Regions from separate parts of the Mus musculus genome. Here regions 2, 3, 4, 5 and 6 are each linked to region 1. A link is a contact called in public ChIA-PET, HiChIP or PLAC-seq and promoter capture Hi-C data. All regions are on one chromosome and are shown on one strand. Each heading gives the region's core, a stretch centred on a gene start, on an enhancer-like site or on the middle of the called end of the contact. The rest is flanking DNA. Distances are from core to core; before and after follow the strand shown. Region 1 holds the start of Rpl34 (ribosomal protein L34). Region 2 overlaps Lef1 (lymphoid enhancer binding factor 1). Region 3 overlaps Lef1 (lymphoid enhancer binding factor 1). Region 4 overlaps Lef1 (lymphoid enhancer binding factor 1). Region 5 has its middle 22 kb from the start of Gm36603. Region 6 has its middle 51 kb from the start of Gm36603.

Region 1 (2,716 bases), core at 89-2,588:
TCTGCCTGGGCACACGCCACATGCAGATTTAGGTGCTTTCCCAACCTTCTTGGTGTAGAGGTAAACAATCCTGTTGCCAGGGGTTCGAGACCTAGGAAGGGAGATTGTAAGTAGCTCAGCATACTAGAGAAAGCGATTTGAAAGTTATTTCAAACTTGCAGATACTTACAGCCTAGTTTTGTTAGAGGCTGTGTTGTAGGAAAGCCTACGGCGGTATGTCAAACGCTGGACCATCCTGAGTGCCTACAATTTAGAGAGAACACAATCACCTTTCACCATAATAAAGGCCAAAGCGTCACCACATAAAATATCTTACATTCATATACACACTCATTCACACCGTGCTCTTACAAAGGCCCGGTTCTAAAGAATCCCACATTTAAACTAGAGATGAAGAGCTCCTGGGCTCTAAGACAGTATTCCCCCCTAATTTATACAGCTACCAGTAGGATGAAGACACCGAACTACCCCAGTGGCGGCAGCTGGTAAGGCGTCATGACAATCTAGGTCTTGTCCCAAAACAGCGTCCTGGAGAAGTCTTGTTTACTACTAGGGCCGGGTTTCGTGCTGTTTCAAATCCAACTTCGTTCGTTCCTTAGCAGACCAGCTACTAAAGGACTCTCCAGCCCGCAGCAGCGATGCTGCATTTTGGACTCCAGACCGTCAACGTGCCAGACAAACATTCTACCCGAGAGCTTCACACACAGGCGACTTCGTTTAAATCTCAAGCCCTGGGACGAATGGCTGGAGTTGATTAATAAGCGCTACAGGTGACCTGTCTTCCACACCTTCCCAACACCCACTTTACGTAAAAGGAGCCCAAACGCCAAGCGCGACCCGGACCAGTGCTAAGGACCCTGAGCCGCCACTGCTTGATTCGTATCTTCCTAACCAAGCCAGCCGCCGCCGCCGCGTCCCGCTCGCTGACTAGCCACCATGGCAGACAGCACCAGGGGAGCAGCCGGAGGCCGCGCTCCGCTCGCTCTGCGCTTCACGACCACGACTCGGTCTCTCGCTCGCCGTAGCCGACGGCCAGGGTGCGCGCAGCTCCGGCCACTCACCGCTTCGGAAGCCGGGTTTGATCTCGGGCTTCCCGAGTCTACGAGCCGAGGCCTCGGCCGGTACGCACCTCTCCTCGTCCCTCACCACCGACCCCAGCGACAGTCCCGACCCCAAGGGCGTCCCGCCCGCCTGACGCCTCGGATGGCTACGGATCGTAAACGGTAAAAAAACACAGAGCAGAAGAAGGCCACCATACCTCTGAGCACCGTCCCCGGAAGAGGAAAAGGAAGGGGCGGGTGAGTTCAGGGGTCAAGTGTGACGGCGCCGGACAGGAAGTACGTCAGGGAAGGCGGCGCGTCAGCGAGCGCGCCGCCATGTTGTACGGAAGCGGACGCGGGGAACCTGTGTGGATGGCGCCGCGTTGAGCGGCGGATGTGTAGTGCGGCTTCCGTAGGCGGGTGCGTTTTCTAGCCCCGGTAGGAACGTCACGTGAGAAGTTAGGTGTAGGGTCCCTGGTGGGAGCAAAAGCGAGTGACAGAGGAGGCGTCCCCACTTCCATAAGAGAAAACAAGGGCCACGATGCCTTTATCCTAGGGTAATTAGACCTGGTTTAAAATCTTTATGGCGTCCTGTACATAAGGTAGCCCGGGCCCTTCTGCTTCCCGGCCTCTTCTGTTTTTCAGCCAGAGCACACACTTTACAGACTTTTAACCAAGCATTTGCTAATTACTAGCTATCTCACTTTGGGCAAGTCCGCAAGTCTCTAAAAGGAAGATATTAAATACCCCTGTGGCGCTCTGATCAAAAGATCTCCCAAAGTTAAAGCACTTAACCTGCAAGTCTTACAGAGAGCAAGAACGCTATAAAGGGTGGTTAATTTATGATTGTGTGCAAACGACTATTTGAGACTTTGCCTGGATGGTAAAGTTTTGTCTGCAAGATGAAGAGGAGGACCAGAGGGAGTCAGCGACCTCCAAATGTCTATGTGAACGTTTACACTATGGGTCCTTGTTTTTCATCATGTTGTCAAAAGTAATGAACACCTTCCTTGGACTTGAAAGAAGAGCCCATTATCACTGCCATCTTTGTCAAGAAACTAGGTAAACCGCTCTGACTATATCCTTTCCTCGGGTCTCTCTCAAATAGCTGTCCGTATGCATGCGCCTGCGGTCTCTGTTCTTCCCACTGTGGAATCTCTCCAGTCTCTGTTTTAGGCGTTGGATAAAGGCTGGTGTAGAGAGACAAACCTAGTTTTGAATAAATGAATGAATACATTTCCTTATTCATTTTTAAATGAAGACATGCCAAGGCAAGATCATCAAATTAAGCCGGGCAGTGGTGGCGCACGCCTTTAATCCCAGCACTTGGGAGGCAGAGGCAGGCAGATTTCTGAGTTCAAGGCCAGCCAGCCTGGTCTACAGAGTGAGTTCCAGGACATCCAGGGCTACACAGAGAAACCCTGTCTCGAAAAAGCAAAAAAAAAAAAAAAAAAAAAAAAAAAAAAGCAAAAAAAAAAGAAAAAAAAAGTCATCAAATTAATGACCTAAATGTTTTCACCCAGTCCATTCATGTTTTCATTGCATAACATGTAATGCCCTGATATAATCAGCTACCCGCTAACAACCACATGGTTAATAAAGTGTTCCACTCCATGGAGCGCTACAGATTCTGACGAATAATGGTGTAAAAGGAAAAAGAGTCGACACTGAAAACC
Region 2 (2,716 bases), core at 83-2,582, 490 kb after region 1:
GAAGACACAGTCACTGCCACCTCTTCCTTCTGTCGTCTACTGCAAGCGCCGACTTCCAAAAAGAAAGCCGAAAACGGTTGTTTCGGAAAAAGAAAAAAAAATTTTTTTTTCAGCCCGTGAGAAGGCTAGCAGGCCCTGCCCACTGAGCGGCACTGCCTCCGGTCTCTGTGCGATCCTCCAGCATCTTCTGTGCTGACCTGTCACCCTTCCGCAAGGACAGACAGGACCTTGGCTGTGTTTGCCTTGTCACGTGCAACTAGAAAGCCAGCGACCAGAGCGGGTATCCTGGTGTGAGAATTGTGGAAGACTCCTCTCGCTCCTGTCTTCATTTTCCTATCCAAATTTTTATTTAACAGTACAAAAGGATCAAGTGTGTGTTTGCTTCTTCTTCTTCTTCTTTTTTTTTAACTTGGAATTTTTAAATTTACTTTTTTTTTAATTTTTATTTTCCTTGTATATTTTTGCTAGCTCTGAGCTTTTAAGTGAAATTCATAGGTCTGAAAGAGTTTGAAATAAAAACAAGATGAAAAGAAGCCTTTTACGTTTTTTTCTTTTTTCTTTTCTTTCTTTTTTTTTTCCTTTTTTCTTTTGTCCTGAGAGATCTTGTCCAGTAAATGGCTTCTCTGTGACACACAGTGGCCTCTGCCCTGTGAAGTGTCTGATGAAGCTAAAGAGATAGCCAAACCCACTCCTGTTGGTGGTCACATTTGGCAGCCCGTCTCACTTAGTTTCTGATTTTTTTTTAAATAACAACAGATCTTAACATCTCCTTTGAGCGAACCCGTTTGCAGTTCATTTTTTTAATCTCTTTCTTTTCACTCCTGTAAAAAGCCCAGCACTTGAATTGTTCTTTCTTTAAATGTTCTGTGTTTGTATCTGTTTTTATTAGCCGATTAGTGGGAATTTATGCCAGTTGTTAAAATGAGCATTGACGCACCTGTTATTTTTTTTTTTTTAAATAGCAAGGCACAGCCTCTGCCCCAAACTTGTCATCTTAACGTTTGTCATTCCAGTTTGAGTTAACGTGCTGAGCATTTTTTAAAAAGAAGCTTTGTAATAAAACATTTTTTTAAAAGTGTCATTTTATTAAGAATAAATTTGCTCATAATTGCGAGTTGGTGGTGAACTGAACCCGAGGCCAGGACTCGGTGGGGCCCAGGAGCAGCCCCTGTGAGTGCACAGGGCAACCCCTGCCTCCCAGGCCTGCAGACCTCAGCATCCTCTCTCCTGTGCCAGGCACAGATGCGAAGCACAGTCAGAAGGGAGACACCAGAGCCTTGCAGTAGTGGCTTTCTTCCCACACGTCACAGGCTCCACTCGGGCTGGTGTAGAGAGGCTCACGTAGTGCCTTCCCTCTTCAGAACTCAGTGGATCTCAACCCGAGGATCCCCAAAACCTTGGGGGCCCAAGTGGTGAACGAGGTCATCCACCCGGTGGTCCAGCTCCTCAGAGTCCAAACTTTCTCAGTGTTTAGGGATAGCCCATAACCCCCTCCCCCACTACCCCTCCTTAGACTAGGACGAGTTGCTATCTGATTTTGCAGAAGGTCTCTCAAGGCCTTTCACTCTAGAGTTTGGTGTCACTGGCTAACTGAAATCCCTTACTGAGATTCACCGTTCTTACAGCTGGGCAACAGCTGGCTCCCATGCTTGTAATAACCCTCCACGTGCTGCACTTGAAGATTGCCACTAAATCACCCCTCAAATTTTTCTTCTCCAGGCTAAGTAATCCCGAGTCCTGGCGGCTTTCATCATGAGGCCTTTAATCATTTTCATTACTATCCTCTGGAACCTTTCCAATTCCTCTTCATTCAATCCTAAACTTGAACCAGGGAAAAAAACCGTATTATGTTCCGGGGTCCTACTTGTTCTAAAGGTTTAATATTCAGCCCTCCATTCAGGGATCATCTCCTTAACATCCGTGGTTCAGGGCGCTCCGTCTGACTGCCGTGGTGATCAGCTGGCGAGTTAGCTACGAAAGCAAACATGGCGGTCTACTTTTCTGGGGGGAGGAAGATGGGAACTCTTCCGAGTCTGGGAAATATGTTCATCAAAGATATAGCTAAGGGTAAGGCTCATTTGCAGTCATTTGCCAACCTGCTTTCTGGGGGCATTTGTCCTAGGGAAGGTGAGTCTTGTATCTCCCTGCTCCAAGAGACAGATTACAGAAGTTGCCTGTGGCTGGAGAGATCCTTCTGGCCACTTGTGTTTGATCTTTGAAGTGATGTGTCTCCCTGCCCTGCAGCTAACACAGAGCACAGCCTTTCTGGGAGCCTCGCCTTGCCTGAAGTCACAGTTGGCACAGCCATCCTTGGAAATGGGTGTTTCCCTCCTGTTTCGGTTGGTTTGGTTGTCAGGGTTACCGGCAATACCTGTCCAGTTGGGAGGGACCTTCCAACTGTTTCATGACTATGGCTGTCAGCTCAGGTTCCACAGCTCGGGTCTAAGGCTGCAACAATGTAGAAAACTCTGCTGAGCAACACTGAGACATCTGTGCGGCTTTCCTTTAGGAGTAAGATAATGGGATAATCCCAACAGCAGGGAAAATGTAACTTCGCAGCACACAGCAATAGTATAGCAAACTTCCCACAGCGCAGGAAAAGACTTTATGCAAAAGAGTTAATATGACATTAGTGAGTGGTAGTCAAACTTGGGACCTCCAGGGGACACCACTATTCCAGGCTTCAGGAGGTTTTAAGAGCTGTCCCTGGCTACCT
Region 3 (2,716 bases), core at 118-2,617, 480 kb after region 1:
GGTCTTCTGAGCCAGCCACCTAGGTTTGTTCTTTAGTTCACAGGGGATGATTCGGTTATAATCCCAGCCCCAGGATACATCTGGCTTCATAGATGAACAACCTAGAAAGAAGCTTGCATATACACACCTTGTATTGTTTCTGTTCGTTTCTTGGTTTCATCTCTTTAAGACAGGGTCTCATGTAGCACAGGCAGACCTCCAACTCACTTATGTAGCCAAGGTTGACCTTGAACTTTGATCCTCCTGCCTCCACCATCTGAGTGCTGGGATTACCGGCATGTACCACCACCCGTGGTTTGCTGGCACTGGAGACCACGCCTGTTTTATAAATGTGATCTTTTCATTGCTGATCGCTTAGGAATAGTTTACCCCACCTTTGCATGTCCAGCCATGACGGAGAAGGCCCTCGGAAGTACAGTGTGCCCAGGGCCAGCTCTCAGTCATGGACTAAATGCAGCTTTTGCTTCAACAGTTTTAGAGCTACCTATTTCGTGTGAAATGCACTGCAGTACTTAAGAGTTGGAACTTGATTTAATACCTTTCATGATTATATATGTAATCATGATTTCATATGTATGTATGTATATATTATATACTTGATATATTTGATATAAAAGCTGAGTTTGATACAAAATGTTTGATGTAAAATCTGCTTATTTTTTTGTCTTAAAATGCACTTCAGCTGCCTGTTTCTTTAATAAGTCACAGAAATCTTTGAGATTCTCGCCACTAATTTTTTTTTCCTGAAGGTTAAGGAGTCTTCTTTGAATATACTACAACAAAACAAAACCTTCCCCTGTCCCCCAATTCTCCTTGAGCCCCCAGCTGCTGCCCCCCATTGCCCTAGAGCCCCCAGCTGCTGCTCCCCCCATTGTTCTTGAGCCCCTGGCTGCTGTCCCCCATTGTCCTTGAGCCCCCAGTCGCTGTCCCCCATTGTCCTCGAGCCCCCAGCTGTTGCCCCCCCCATTGTCCTCGAGTCCCCAGCTGCTGGGTGAAGCCTGGCTTGCTGCACTTACTGCTTAAAGCCACTAGTATCGTGCCCCCCCCCCCCCTCTCTCTCTCTCTCTCTCTCTCTCTCTCTCTCTCTCTCTCTCTCTCTCTCTCTCGTTTCCTGGATGGGCCACATGGTCTTTGAAGTCACCACTCACACACCACCACCACCACCACCACAGTCTTGTGCAGAGAAAACCTGGGAGTTACGAGATATGTGCAGAGCATAGAGGAACCCAGGCGGCCATCCAGAAAGAGTCCAGTGAATTAGTGATGACAGAATGCTTGCTTTCCACACCTCTCTTCTTCCTTTGCTGTAAGAACTCCTGCACCGGGGCTTGCCAGCCACTAGTGCTTATTAAGACCTGGAGATGCTGCATCGAATGGGACAGAGAGGGACCCCACTGTCATGTGCTACCTGTGCCACTGGAGGGTGTTTGACAAAGGAGTCTTGCCAAGAAATCTAATGCTGCAATAAAAATAAAAGATTCTTGGCAGCCAGCAGTAGTATGCACGCCTTTAATACCAGCACTTGGGAGGCAGAGGCAGGTCAGCCTGGACTACAGAGTGAGTTTCAGAACAGCCAGGGCTACACAGAGAAACCCTGACTCTAACCCGCCCCACCCCCACCCCCCAAAAAAAGGTTCTTGGCCCTCAAGACCTCAAGAAAGTACTCTGCCATGGAGGAGGGCCCTGTGACAGTCATCTGTAGTCCCTTCTGGAAGAGCTGCAGCAGAGAGCCCCAGGACTGGTCTACCCAGGTCTCACAGTCTCTGGTCTTGGGTCTGCATGGGGTGAGAGAGTAGGGAGAGAAACCGGGGCCTCTAATTAATTCATCTAACTTCTGATCTGCACCGCCTCGTGGTGCTGCCACAGGGACCCTTTTGTCTCCCTTCCCTAACGTGCCACCGCCCAGACTGCTTCTGTGTGACAGTCAATTGCCTGTGTGGTTCTTCACTTCCTGTGCAGATCCCCTCCGAGGCCTCTTCCCCTCCCCAGAGTGGTTTTCTGGCGCCCACAAGTACTCAGAACTACTACTGATTACGTGGGTTTGGTTTCTCCCATGGTGTAGGAAGGTCCTGTCTTGCCTGAGCCGATCTCACCTCAGAAGCAAGCCCAGGACAGACAGATGGAGCACTTGATTAGAACCTACTCGCTTTGTAGAGCCGCGGTTCTCAACCTGTGGGTCACGGCCCCTTTGGCAAACCTCTGTCTCCAAAAATATTTACGCTACCATTCACAACAGGAGCAAAACTACAGTTAGGAAGTAGCGGTGGAAATAATTTTATGGGTGGGGGTCACCACAGTGTGAGGGAACTGTATTCAAGGGCCACAGCATCAGCAAGGTTGAGAAGCACCGCTCTAAAGAGAGGTGAAATCACCCCAGCCGTCTTTCAGTCCTGAGAGGGCAATGCCCAGTCTGTGTACCCACCAAGGCCTGGGCAGGGTGCGGGCAGAGGCTCTGCCTCCAGGGAAACCTCATAGGTATCTTACAGTCATACATTCAGGGGCTTCACACTCCAGTTCACACCCAGCCTGCTCAGTGGTACCCACCCTCCCACCTCAACCCTCTGGCCTGGAGCTCCTCCACTTTGTTTTTTTCCTAGGAGTTCCCCTGAATTTTCAGGATCGATCTTTCTTTTTCTTTCTCTCTCTCTCTTTCTTCCTTCCTTCCTTCCTTCCTTCCTTCCTTCCTTCCTTTCTTTCTTTCTTTCTTTCTTTCTTT
Region 4 (2,716 bases), core at 123-2,622, 410 kb after region 1:
TGGAGGACAAGTCCGAGTTGAAGTGGGCCTCTTGTGAGCCAGCATCAGTGGACTGTTATCTTATCAAGAAGTTTGAGGGTCAGTTGACAGTTCTCTTCAAACTGGATCCAGTCTGGTCCCAGGCTGCCTGGAGCATCGGCTTCTATAAAGTCACTTTTCCCCATCTTAAATACAATCAACTTGGAATGGGGATCACATTCCACCCAGTGTATAAAACTCGCCACTGACTGCAGGGGCGAATTAGAGGTTTTGATAATCCCTTGGTATTTTGAATATAAATCGAGGGTGGTGGGTCTGTGTGTTTTGTGTGCGTGTTTATTGAAAGCTGAGGGTTATATGAAATGCTAGGCAAATCTCTACACCGCGTGTGCATTCTGTGGCCAGGTTTCTAATAGCCGGAAAGCCCCTTAAGATGTCTGTACTTGCCCTGTTTCTTGTGGCTAATATCAGGCATAACTGGAAAATAGTCACTGGCTATTTTGGCCAGCATTTCAATTCACGGGCCAACCTGTATTTTGATGAGTCCAAGACAGGAAAAAAAAAGCTCACATTTTAAGGATAGTCTTCTAAAATAGCATCCATTTTACCTATTAGTTCCTTAGCTAAGACACAGTGCATTTATTTGACTCCCTGAGGGTTCCCAGATGGTTCCCAGTCTCCTTTCTCATCCTTCTCTCTCGGAGAAGAGCAGTGAGCTGAGTTACCATGGGCACGGCAGGGTGAGGCTCTGGCCTTGCATCCACTACTTTAGCTACTGTCCTGCCCACCCCATGGGAGCCCAGGGAAGCAGTGGCAGAGCTCACAGCCCTTCAGGATTTTGGTTTCAGGTTTTACAGGAGAAAAGGAAGTCATCTTGGCACGGTAAGAGCTGGAGGCTGCTATTTCAGGAACGGGTGTTCTATATATAACTATAGTTAATCATTTGAGTAAAGCCATCCCAACTTTCATTTGCATAGCTCAGATGACTCACTGTTTTGAAAACTAAATAAACTCAAATGGAAAACAACCGTGCACACTGTCTGCTGCTACTTTTATTTCCTACTGTGGAGTTAATGAGCAGAACAGTGGCAGAGCCATTTCCATACGTCTTAAAGAGAAAAAAAAAGCATTAATGACTGTACTTTAGAGTAAACCTCGAAGCTGGGCGGTGTGTGCCCTAGGCCTGGACAAGAGAGGTGTGATTATTTCTGGTTTCTTAAAAGGAAGCTGAGATGGGGCAATCTCAGGCTGTATTTTTAGGTCTTTGTCCTCCGACTCTCCTTCAGGCTGGCTGCGGCCAGCATTTCCACGCCAGTCTCTTACCATTTCCTATCAGTAATCCCTTCTTGTTATCCTTCCAGGCTGCCACAGGATGTTGTTGTAAGTGGCTTCGCGTTGACCCGCAAGGAAGGAAGTGAGGCGAGGTGGCATGCCTGCTGCTCTGGGTGCAGCAAGTTCCCTCCTGTCCTTGCTTGGAAACACCTTCAAATTCCCCACACTGTCAGCCACCTAAATATTCAGCGGTGTCTCCAAAGGGGTTGGGAAAAGAGTGGAGAGCTTCCATAATCTCCAGAGGGGTCCTGAGCCACCGCTGATGACTGCTAACTAAAAGCAGTCTTCAAGGCACAACACCCAACTCCTTGTACCAACCAAACTGCTATTCTTAAGCCTTCTCTAAGTTCAAGTCACCTCTGTAGCTGTGTACACGTGTGCGCGCATGCGTGCCTGTAAGCATGCATATGTAAATGCAGTATTTAAAGCTCTGGAGACAGACTGCCAGCACTCAGGTAGATCAAGGTGAGAGAGAAATGCAAAACAGCCTTGGATGCTGGCATGCCCTGTTAGTGCTGTTGAAAAACACAGTCCTGCCAGGCGGTACGCCTTTAATCCCAGCACTTGGGAGGCAGAGGCAGGCGGATTTCTGGGTTCGAGACCAGCCTGGTCTACAAAGTGAGTTCCAGGACAGCCAGGTCTATACAAAGAAACCCAGTCTTGAAAGAAAAACACAGTTCTGTTTGCCATACAATTAAAAAGACTTGGCTTCTGTCATATACACTTTATTTATTTATTTATTTATTTATTTCATGTATATGAGTACACTGCAGCTGTCTTCAGACACACCGGAAGAAGGTACCAGATCACATTACAGATGGTTGTGAGCCACCATGTCGGTGCTGGGAATTGAACTCAGGACCTCTGGGAGAGCAGTCAGTGCTCTTAACTGCTGAGCCATATTCCCAGCCCCTGTTAGGTACACTTTTTAAAATAACTAACTTACTACGTTAAAAAAAAAATGACTCAGTGTGTGCGCAATGGCATGTGCACCTGCCATTATATGCACCATGTTTGAACACCATGTGTGTGCAGTGCCCACAGAGATCAGAGGAGGGAGTTGGGCCCTGGAACACTAGAGTTCCTGGTGTTGTGAGCCACTCATGTTAGGTTTTGGGAACTGAACCTGAGTCCTCCGCAAAAGCAACAAGCACTCACAAACAATCTAACCAAAGACAGACATATAGTCACCAGCCCCATTACTGGCTCTTTTGTTGTTGTTGTTTGAGATATACTATCATTTATTTTTGTTTGCTTGATATTTGAATTTCCACATTTGATCTGTTTCCAGAGTAGAGCCCAGGGTTGAGGACGGAAGCTTGCAGTCCGGCATGTGCCATCTAAGCCTGTATTTCCACTGAAGAAAGATCAGATTTGGGTTGTATTCCTAGGGGCTCATGGCCAT
Region 5 (2,716 bases), core at 81-2,580, 360 kb after region 1:
TACCCAAGCATCTGCTAAGAAGGTAGGTGACATAAAGTAGGGGACAGTGCTACAAACACACAGAACACAGTGGCTCCATACTGACCGGCAGTGAAAGGCAGCTCTAGACTACATTTAAAACAGAAAGGCAAACAATAGAGGTTGGAGTGGTGGCTCAGCTATTAAGAAAGTTGCTACAGCCCCAGGGGATCCAATGCCCTTTTGTGTGTGTGTGTGTGTGTGTGTGTGTGCATACGCACAGAAAAATACACATACATACCCATAAATGCAAAAATGTATGTGTGTGAATATGTCTGTGCTCTATGTGTGTGTGTCTATGTGTGTGTGTTCCTTTGGGTGTCTGTGTGTGTCTGTGTGTATGTCTGTATATGCCTCTGTGTGTGTTCGTGTTATGTGTTTATAATTGGATATAAAACCTGTTTAGGGATACTTCCTGGGGAAAAAGATACAGAATGAGACTCAGTGAGAATTTGGTCTTATTTATACAGAGAAATGAACTTTAATTTCATTTGAAATGAAGAAACTAAACAACGTTAATTTTAAGGAACTCGATCAAAAGCTACCCAAACTCATTTCTGGGAGGAGAAAGACTTGAAAACAAATAGAGCCACCTGGGTCTGTAGGCCCTTAGCTGTGATCCTAGGCAGTCTCCGCCCGCCCGCTAGGAAAACATTGTGTTAAACCCCCAAAGCCTCCCAGCTCTGTTGTTAAGGTAATTGTGTTTACTGTTTTCCAAACAAAGTAATTTGGATCAGAAAAGTAAATGTGCTCTGTCTTCAGGTTCTTTGATGTCATCTTCGTCCTTGCTGGAGCGCGGGTGCTGACCCACAGCTCCATAGCCGGGCCGCCCTGGGCGGGACACACAGATTCTATAAGCATTACCATAGCTACGCCACTCCGCCTGGGATAATGATGTAAACCAAATAAGCTATAAGGAAAATCAAATTGGAAATGAAACGGTGGACCCTAGGAAACACAGGCTGTTTTTGCTGTTTCGTTTTTTCCTTTGAACGCGTGTGTGGCAATGGCTTGGAGCGTGGTGAAATTGCAGGACGATTTTTAGTGTGGGTGAAATCTTCCCCGAAAATAACATCTGATAGCGGCGAGAGGTACGTCTGAGACTTCGAGAGCCGGGCTCTGACCCTCTAAGCCTATCAGATGATTTCCCTCCCTCATGACCCCTGCTCAACCTCGTATCAGCTCTAAATGTGATTTGGGGGGTTTTAGGTTCCTAAGACTTGGAAACTGGTAACTGCTTAGTCATTCCGCCAGATCTCCAGGCAAAGGGCTGAGCCGCCGGCTGCATTAGTTGAACGTTCTGAGTCATCCTTCCGCGGCCCTCCAGAGAGTGGGTCACCTACCATCTCTGCTGCCCCCAAGCCACCCACAGTCATCCCTTTCTAGTGATGTCACCTAAAGCTAACTCCCTTCTACCAGCCCCCACCTCCCGTCCTTTCGAGCTTCTCTTTCCACCCTGTTTTTCCTTGTAATGATAAATTTGTATATGGAAATTATTTTAAGAAGAAAAGAAAATTAGAAAAAAAAAAAAAGGTTAAAAAGGAATTTGCTAAATTAGCCTTTGCTCATTTCATACCCAAAGCCTAAGCTTCCATAACGGTGTCTAAGTCCTTGGTGACTTTTTCTTTTTCTTTTCTTTTTCTTTTTTCTTTTTTTCCCTCTCCCATTACTGTGTGTACTTGCTATAAAAACATTCCTTTAGACTTTAGAAATTCTAAATAAAACAAGAACAAAAGAGTGCTCCTTCTTTTTAACTCCCCACCCAAATGTTACCATTGTAAATCAAGGTAGCCAAGTAAATTAACCGCTGGCATTTAAATGCTTGCTGTCCCAAATATTTATTCCTTCCCACTCCCCCAAATTTGTTTTATATAAAACAATGATCATAAAAACAATAAATATTCATTCTTTGTCTACTTAAATTTTTAGATCAAAGCACTGTGTGGCCCAAATCCTGAACAGGATTTGGCAACAGGAAGCCGTCCACTTCCCCACAGCAACCTGACCAAATTTGGTCTCCGTTTATCTCTACCCGCTGGCAGTGCGGACGTGCTGAGCGCCGCACGTGTGTGGGGCACACTTCACCCCTGGGGTGGCAGGAGAATTGGGATTGGAACACATGTGGTACCCAACAGACCTGAGTTTGAATCAAAGTGCTGTCACCGATGGTCACCTGCTCTTAGAAGCTACAATTCAGTTTAGTCTTGAGTATGAGAAAGAAGTGTCCACTTCAGGGGGGATTCAAGGATGGTGGGACGGCCTGGGCCTCTATAGGCATCAGGGGTGCTATCTGGGAGGTTTCTGGGATGTGGGGTCCCAGGTGCAAGTAAGAGGTCACAGGAAGGGCCGTACTTAGGGGTCATACCTAGACAATCTCCTCTTCTACATGGTCCATCCACCATGATCTTCTGGTTTACCATAGGTCCAGAATCAATGGAGCCAAAGAAGGTAGATGGGGGCCCCCTGAAACTGGGAGCAAAATAAACCATTTTTCCTTATAAGTGGTCTACTCTGACGCTCTGGTCTCACACACACACACACACACACACACACACACACACACAGAGAGAGAGAGAGAGAAAAGTAACCGAATCTTACGCACAAGACTCCCTGGTGTGTGTGTGTGTGTGTGTGTGTGTGTGTGTGTGTTTGCTTCCTTCAGCTAGAATGTGAACTTCTCCCAGGAAAACCCAGGTCT
Region 6 (2,716 bases), core at 91-2,590, 330 kb after region 1:
CTTGTCTTTTCAATTTGCACATTGCTTTCTTAGCTTTTAGCTTGTGTCTGTATTTTACATTTATTTTAACATTTGTGTGTGTGTGTGTGTGTGTGCGCACATATGCGTGTGTGTTCACACATGTGCACGTGTGTGCTTTTGAATATCGGAGGACGATTTGCAGATATCAATTCTTTCCTGCCATTTAGGTCCCAAGAGTTAAACTCAAGCCATCAGACATGGCAGTGCCTTTACCCAACGACTCATTCCACCACCACCCCCAGCCCGTTATCAGTTTTTGTCAGTTTTTACTTTAACAAATATAACTGGATTTTATATTTCCATCCAAAACGACTCAGAATCTGGATAATACTTTCACACAGCCATCTAGATGATATCCTCAGCCAAGCTTTAACTTCTCTCCTTCCTCTCTGGACTCACTGACCTAAATACATCTGTGGTGTATAAACTGTTGTGTGTTGTCATGTGGCTCCTGCTCTAAATATCTGCATTGGGCTTTAGAACTGTTCGTCAGATAGGGTAAGCGTGATAGTCACCATTATGTTCTGTATTTTTTGGTTTCCTTCTTGAATCTTTTATTCTGATTTATTTTTCATTTGGCTCCAGTACTTCCTTCAGTAATGTTTTAAAAGGAAGAAATCTATAGGCAGCCTGGTCTCTGTGTCCACCCCGGCATATTAATCTGGTTGTAAAGGGGATTCAGAGCCGCCATTCTTTTTTCCTTAAAATCTATCGTTTCTTAATGACCTTTGCTGTGGAGGAAAAAAAGGAAGGCAGATTTTAATCTGATAATCTTTTTCAGTAAGAAGTAACCTCATTTTTCTAACCCGAGTCTTAGATTATGAACTTTTACAATAACCTGAAGTAAAAATATTTGCTCTAGATCAGTGTTTCCAACCTTCCTAATGCTGTGACCCTTTAATATATATAGTTCCTCGTGCCATGGTGACCATGAGACCATAAAATAATTTCTGTTGCTACTTCATAACTGAAAATTTGCTACTGTTATAAACCATAATGAAAATATTCGTAAATATGCAGTATGTCTGATATGTGACCCCCCTCACCACTGCTCTAAAAGAAACATTAATTTCTATAACAATGATTTAATTGTCTCAGAAAATGTTTTAAGATGATGTATTATACTAGATGAATAGTGACTGACTTCTACCAAGCATGTAATATGTTCATCATTTTTCCTCACTGTGACAAAATTCCCAAAAGGCACAACTTAAAGCAGGAAAGACTTGGGATCAGTGGCTAGGGGCTCAGCCTGAGGCCTCTTGCATCTGTTGTTTCTGCGCTGTGGAGAGCTAGACGGATATGACAGAGACACTGTTGAGGGCATGTGGCATGTGGCAGGGCACAACACCCTCTTCAAAGGTAACTTACCATCAACTCACTCCTTCCAACTATGTCCCATCTCCTAACTGTCCACCCTCCCCCAATGCCATCAAGTGACAACTCCCACTGATGTTAGCCCATGGGAGGCCAGAGCCCTCATGACCCAATCACTTCTACAAAGCTTTTAACACAGGGGACATGTCAGATTCAGCTCAGGACAAATCCAGCTAGTGGGTTTTGTTTGCTTGGATTTGGTTGTTTGGTTGATTGGTTGGTTGGTTTTGTTTTTTGTTTTTTAAAAGTAACAAAGCAGTAAATGTCCTTGTGGGAGTAGGTGTGGCCTTATTGGAGGAAGTGTGTCACTGTGGGTGAGCTTTGAGGTTTCAGATGCTTGCCTGAGCCAGACCCAATGACCCGATCCTTCCTGCTGCCTGCTATTCGGATGTAGAACTGTCAGCTAACTCTCCAGCACCAGGTCTGTGTGTGTGTCACCAAGCTTCCTGCCATGACCATAATGGACTACACCTCCGAACTGTCAAACAGCCCCAATTGAAGGTTTTCCTTTATCAGCATTGCTGTGGTGGTGGAGTCTCTTCACAGCCATAGAAACCCTAACTGAGTCACAATGCATGCAATCAACACAGGAAGATGTGCTAGGAACATTTATATATATATATATACTATTTTCTTCAGAGCTTACCAAAACCCTGAAAAGTTACACTACCACTTTTAGAAGTGAGAATTCTTCCCAGGGGATCCAACATTCACTTAAGAATCCACCATGAGTGAGTAAGAGGTAGGACGAGAGTTTGAGCCCAAGATGAACCGTCAGCTCCATCGCACATTCTCTCCATGGTCATGTTTGTGACATGTCTACATCTTCAAAGCGCTAGGCCCAGAGCCATGAGGGACATGAGAGACATAGGTGAATGTTACCAAGCCCCCACTCTGAAGTTGTGATCCAGGCAGCACCTATTTTACGGACTTATTTTTGGAAAGAGAAAAGTCAGCAGTTTTCTTCTTGTTTGTAACATTTAATTAGGCCAAGAATCCGTGAATCAGAAGAAAAATGTCCTAATCCAGGTGCATTTTCTACATTAGCATTTAGGGCAAATTGCCCAGAAATCCAATACTAATTTACCCCCAAGATCTCAGCCCAGAATTACTGTTGGAATTTTGGCAAGTAGACTTCCCTGAGGGGAACAGTCAAATTAAGGAGTCTTCTTGAAGAAAAGGTGTTAATGTCTTGGGCAACAGTTCAAAGCCTGGTGTTCAAAGGTGGGGAAGGGTCCCCACCCAGGCAGTACTCAGTGGCAAGTGAGGTGAGCTTGCCTGTCTCCCTCCCCCTAAGCTGCTTACAGGTGGGTTTAGT

Evidence for each region. Promoter capture Hi-C pulls out the DNA fragments that hold promoters and counts their contacts. HiChIP or PLAC-seq counts read pairs in DNA pulled down with a chosen protein or histone mark. ChIA-PET counts read pairs in DNA pulled down with a chosen protein or histone mark.
Region 2: a contact with region 1 is called in a promoter capture Hi-C map of cranial neural crest. The contact joins the enhancer-like site here to the promoter of Rpl34 in region 1. A contact is called at or near these places in 14 of 39 promoter capture datasets (the C10 cell line, the HPC-7 cell line, the SN4741 cell line and 9 more), 1 of 15 datasets of contacts at CTCF or cohesin (the NIH/3T3 cell line), 16 of 484 Hi-C or Micro-C datasets (the 63-12 cell line, B cells, CD4 single positive thymocytes and 11 more), 39 of 115 datasets of contacts at active chromatin or transcription factors (the 230-238 cell line, the SCID.adh cell line, T-cell acute lymphoblastic leukemia and 26 more) and 5 of 9 other capture datasets (adipose tissue, embryonic stem cells, liver and 2 more).
Region 3: an H3K27ac HiChIP or PLAC-seq map of thymic regulatory T cells shows a contact between it and region 1, with 8 times the contacts expected there. The contact joins the enhancer-like site here to the promoter of Rpl34 in region 1. A contact is called at or near these places in 8 of 39 promoter capture datasets (the C10 cell line, cranial neural crest, frontonasal cranial neural crest and 5 more), 2 of 484 Hi-C or Micro-C datasets (bone marrow-derived macrophages and nephron progenitors), 25 of 115 datasets of contacts at active chromatin or transcription factors (the 230-238 cell line, the SCID.adh cell line, T-cell acute lymphoblastic leukemia and 17 more) and 3 of 9 other capture datasets (embryonic stem cells, liver and pancreatic islet).
Region 4: a contact with region 1 is called in an RNA polymerase II ChIA-PET map of effector CD8 T cells, with 10 read pairs. The contact joins the enhancer-like site here to the promoter of Rpl34 in region 1. A contact is called at or near these places in 5 of 39 promoter capture datasets (the C10 cell line, cranial neural crest, frontonasal cranial neural crest and 2 more), 15 of 115 datasets of contacts at active chromatin or transcription factors (the SCID.adh cell line, bone marrow-derived macrophages, cardiomyocytes and 11 more) and 2 of 9 other capture datasets (adipose tissue and embryonic stem cells).
Region 5: a contact with region 1 is called in a CTCF HiChIP or PLAC-seq map of the NIH/3T3 cell line, with 7 read pairs. The contact joins the enhancer-like site here to the promoter of Rpl34 in region 1. A contact is called at or near these places in 6 of 39 promoter capture datasets (the C10 cell line, cranial neural crest, embryonic stem cells and 3 more), 1 of 15 datasets of contacts at CTCF or cohesin (the NIH/3T3 cell line), 13 of 115 datasets of contacts at active chromatin or transcription factors (the NIH/3T3 cell line, bone marrow-derived macrophages, craniofacial prominence and 6 more) and 1 of 9 other capture datasets (liver).
Region 6: an RNA polymerase II ChIA-PET map of memory CD8 T cells shows a contact between it and region 1, with 104 read pairs. The contact joins the enhancer-like site here to the promoter of Rpl34 in region 1. A contact is called at or near these places in 3 of 39 promoter capture datasets (the C10 cell line, cranial neural crest and pre-B cells), 1 of 15 datasets of contacts at CTCF or cohesin (the NIH/3T3 cell line) and 5 of 115 datasets of contacts at active chromatin or transcription factors (the 230-238 cell line, effector CD8 T cells, large pre-B cells and 1 more).

Annotation. Positions count from the first base shown.
Region 1 is chr3:130,729,060-130,731,775 of GRCm38.p6, forward strand. Rpl34 (ribosomal protein L34) reads right to left here and starts at 1,339. Exons shown (of 5, transcript NM_001005859.3): 1 at 1,259-1,339; 2 at 170-243; 3 at 1-91. The coding sequence starts at 234.
Region 2 is chr3:131,223,244-131,225,959 of GRCm38.p6, forward strand. Lef1 (lymphoid enhancer binding factor 1) reads left to right here. Exons shown (of 12, transcript NM_010703.4): 12 at 1-1,114. Among named protein-coding and RNA genes, the nearest start is that of Hadh, 47 kb to the right of the region's middle. Within about 2 kb of position 1,333, at least 3 of the 459 cell types and tissues checked have an H3K27ac peak or open chromatin away from gene starts, as enhancers often do.
Region 3 is chr3:131,206,729-131,209,444 of GRCm38.p6, forward strand. The region is part of intron 11 of Lef1 (lymphoid enhancer binding factor 1); the gene reads left to right. Among named protein-coding and RNA genes, the nearest start is that of Hadh, 64 kb to the right of the region's middle. Within about 2 kb of position 1,368, at least 77 of the 459 cell types and tissues checked have an H3K27ac peak or open chromatin away from gene starts, as enhancers often do. A contact at or near this core is called in the 230-238 cell line, the SCID.adh cell line, T-cell acute lymphoblastic leukemia and 2 more, where this site is marked.
Region 4 is chr3:131,138,584-131,141,299 of GRCm38.p6, forward strand. All of the region lies in intron 3 of Lef1 (lymphoid enhancer binding factor 1), which reads left to right. Among named protein-coding and RNA genes, the nearest start is that of Lef1, 30 kb to the left of the region's middle. Within about 2 kb of position 1,373, at least 56 of the 459 cell types and tissues checked have an H3K27ac peak or open chromatin away from gene starts, as enhancers often do. A contact at or near this core is called in effector CD8 T cells, where this site is marked.
Region 5 is chr3:131,084,126-131,086,841 of GRCm38.p6, forward strand. No RefSeq gene overlaps it. Among named protein-coding and RNA genes, the nearest start is that of Gm36603, 22 kb to the right of the region's middle. Within about 2 kb of position 1,331, at least 120 of the 459 cell types and tissues checked have an H3K27ac peak or open chromatin away from gene starts, as enhancers often do. A contact at or near this core is called in the NIH/3T3 cell line, craniofacial prominence, embryonic stem cells and 1 more, where this site is marked.
Region 6 is chr3:131,055,706-131,058,421 of GRCm38.p6, forward strand. No RefSeq gene overlaps it. Among named protein-coding and RNA genes, the nearest start is that of Gm36603, 51 kb to the right of the region's middle. Within about 2 kb of position 1,341, at least 55 of the 459 cell types and tissues checked have an H3K27ac peak or open chromatin away from gene starts, as enhancers often do. A contact at or near this core is called in the 230-238 cell line, effector CD8 T cells, memory CD8 T cells and 1 more, where this site is marked.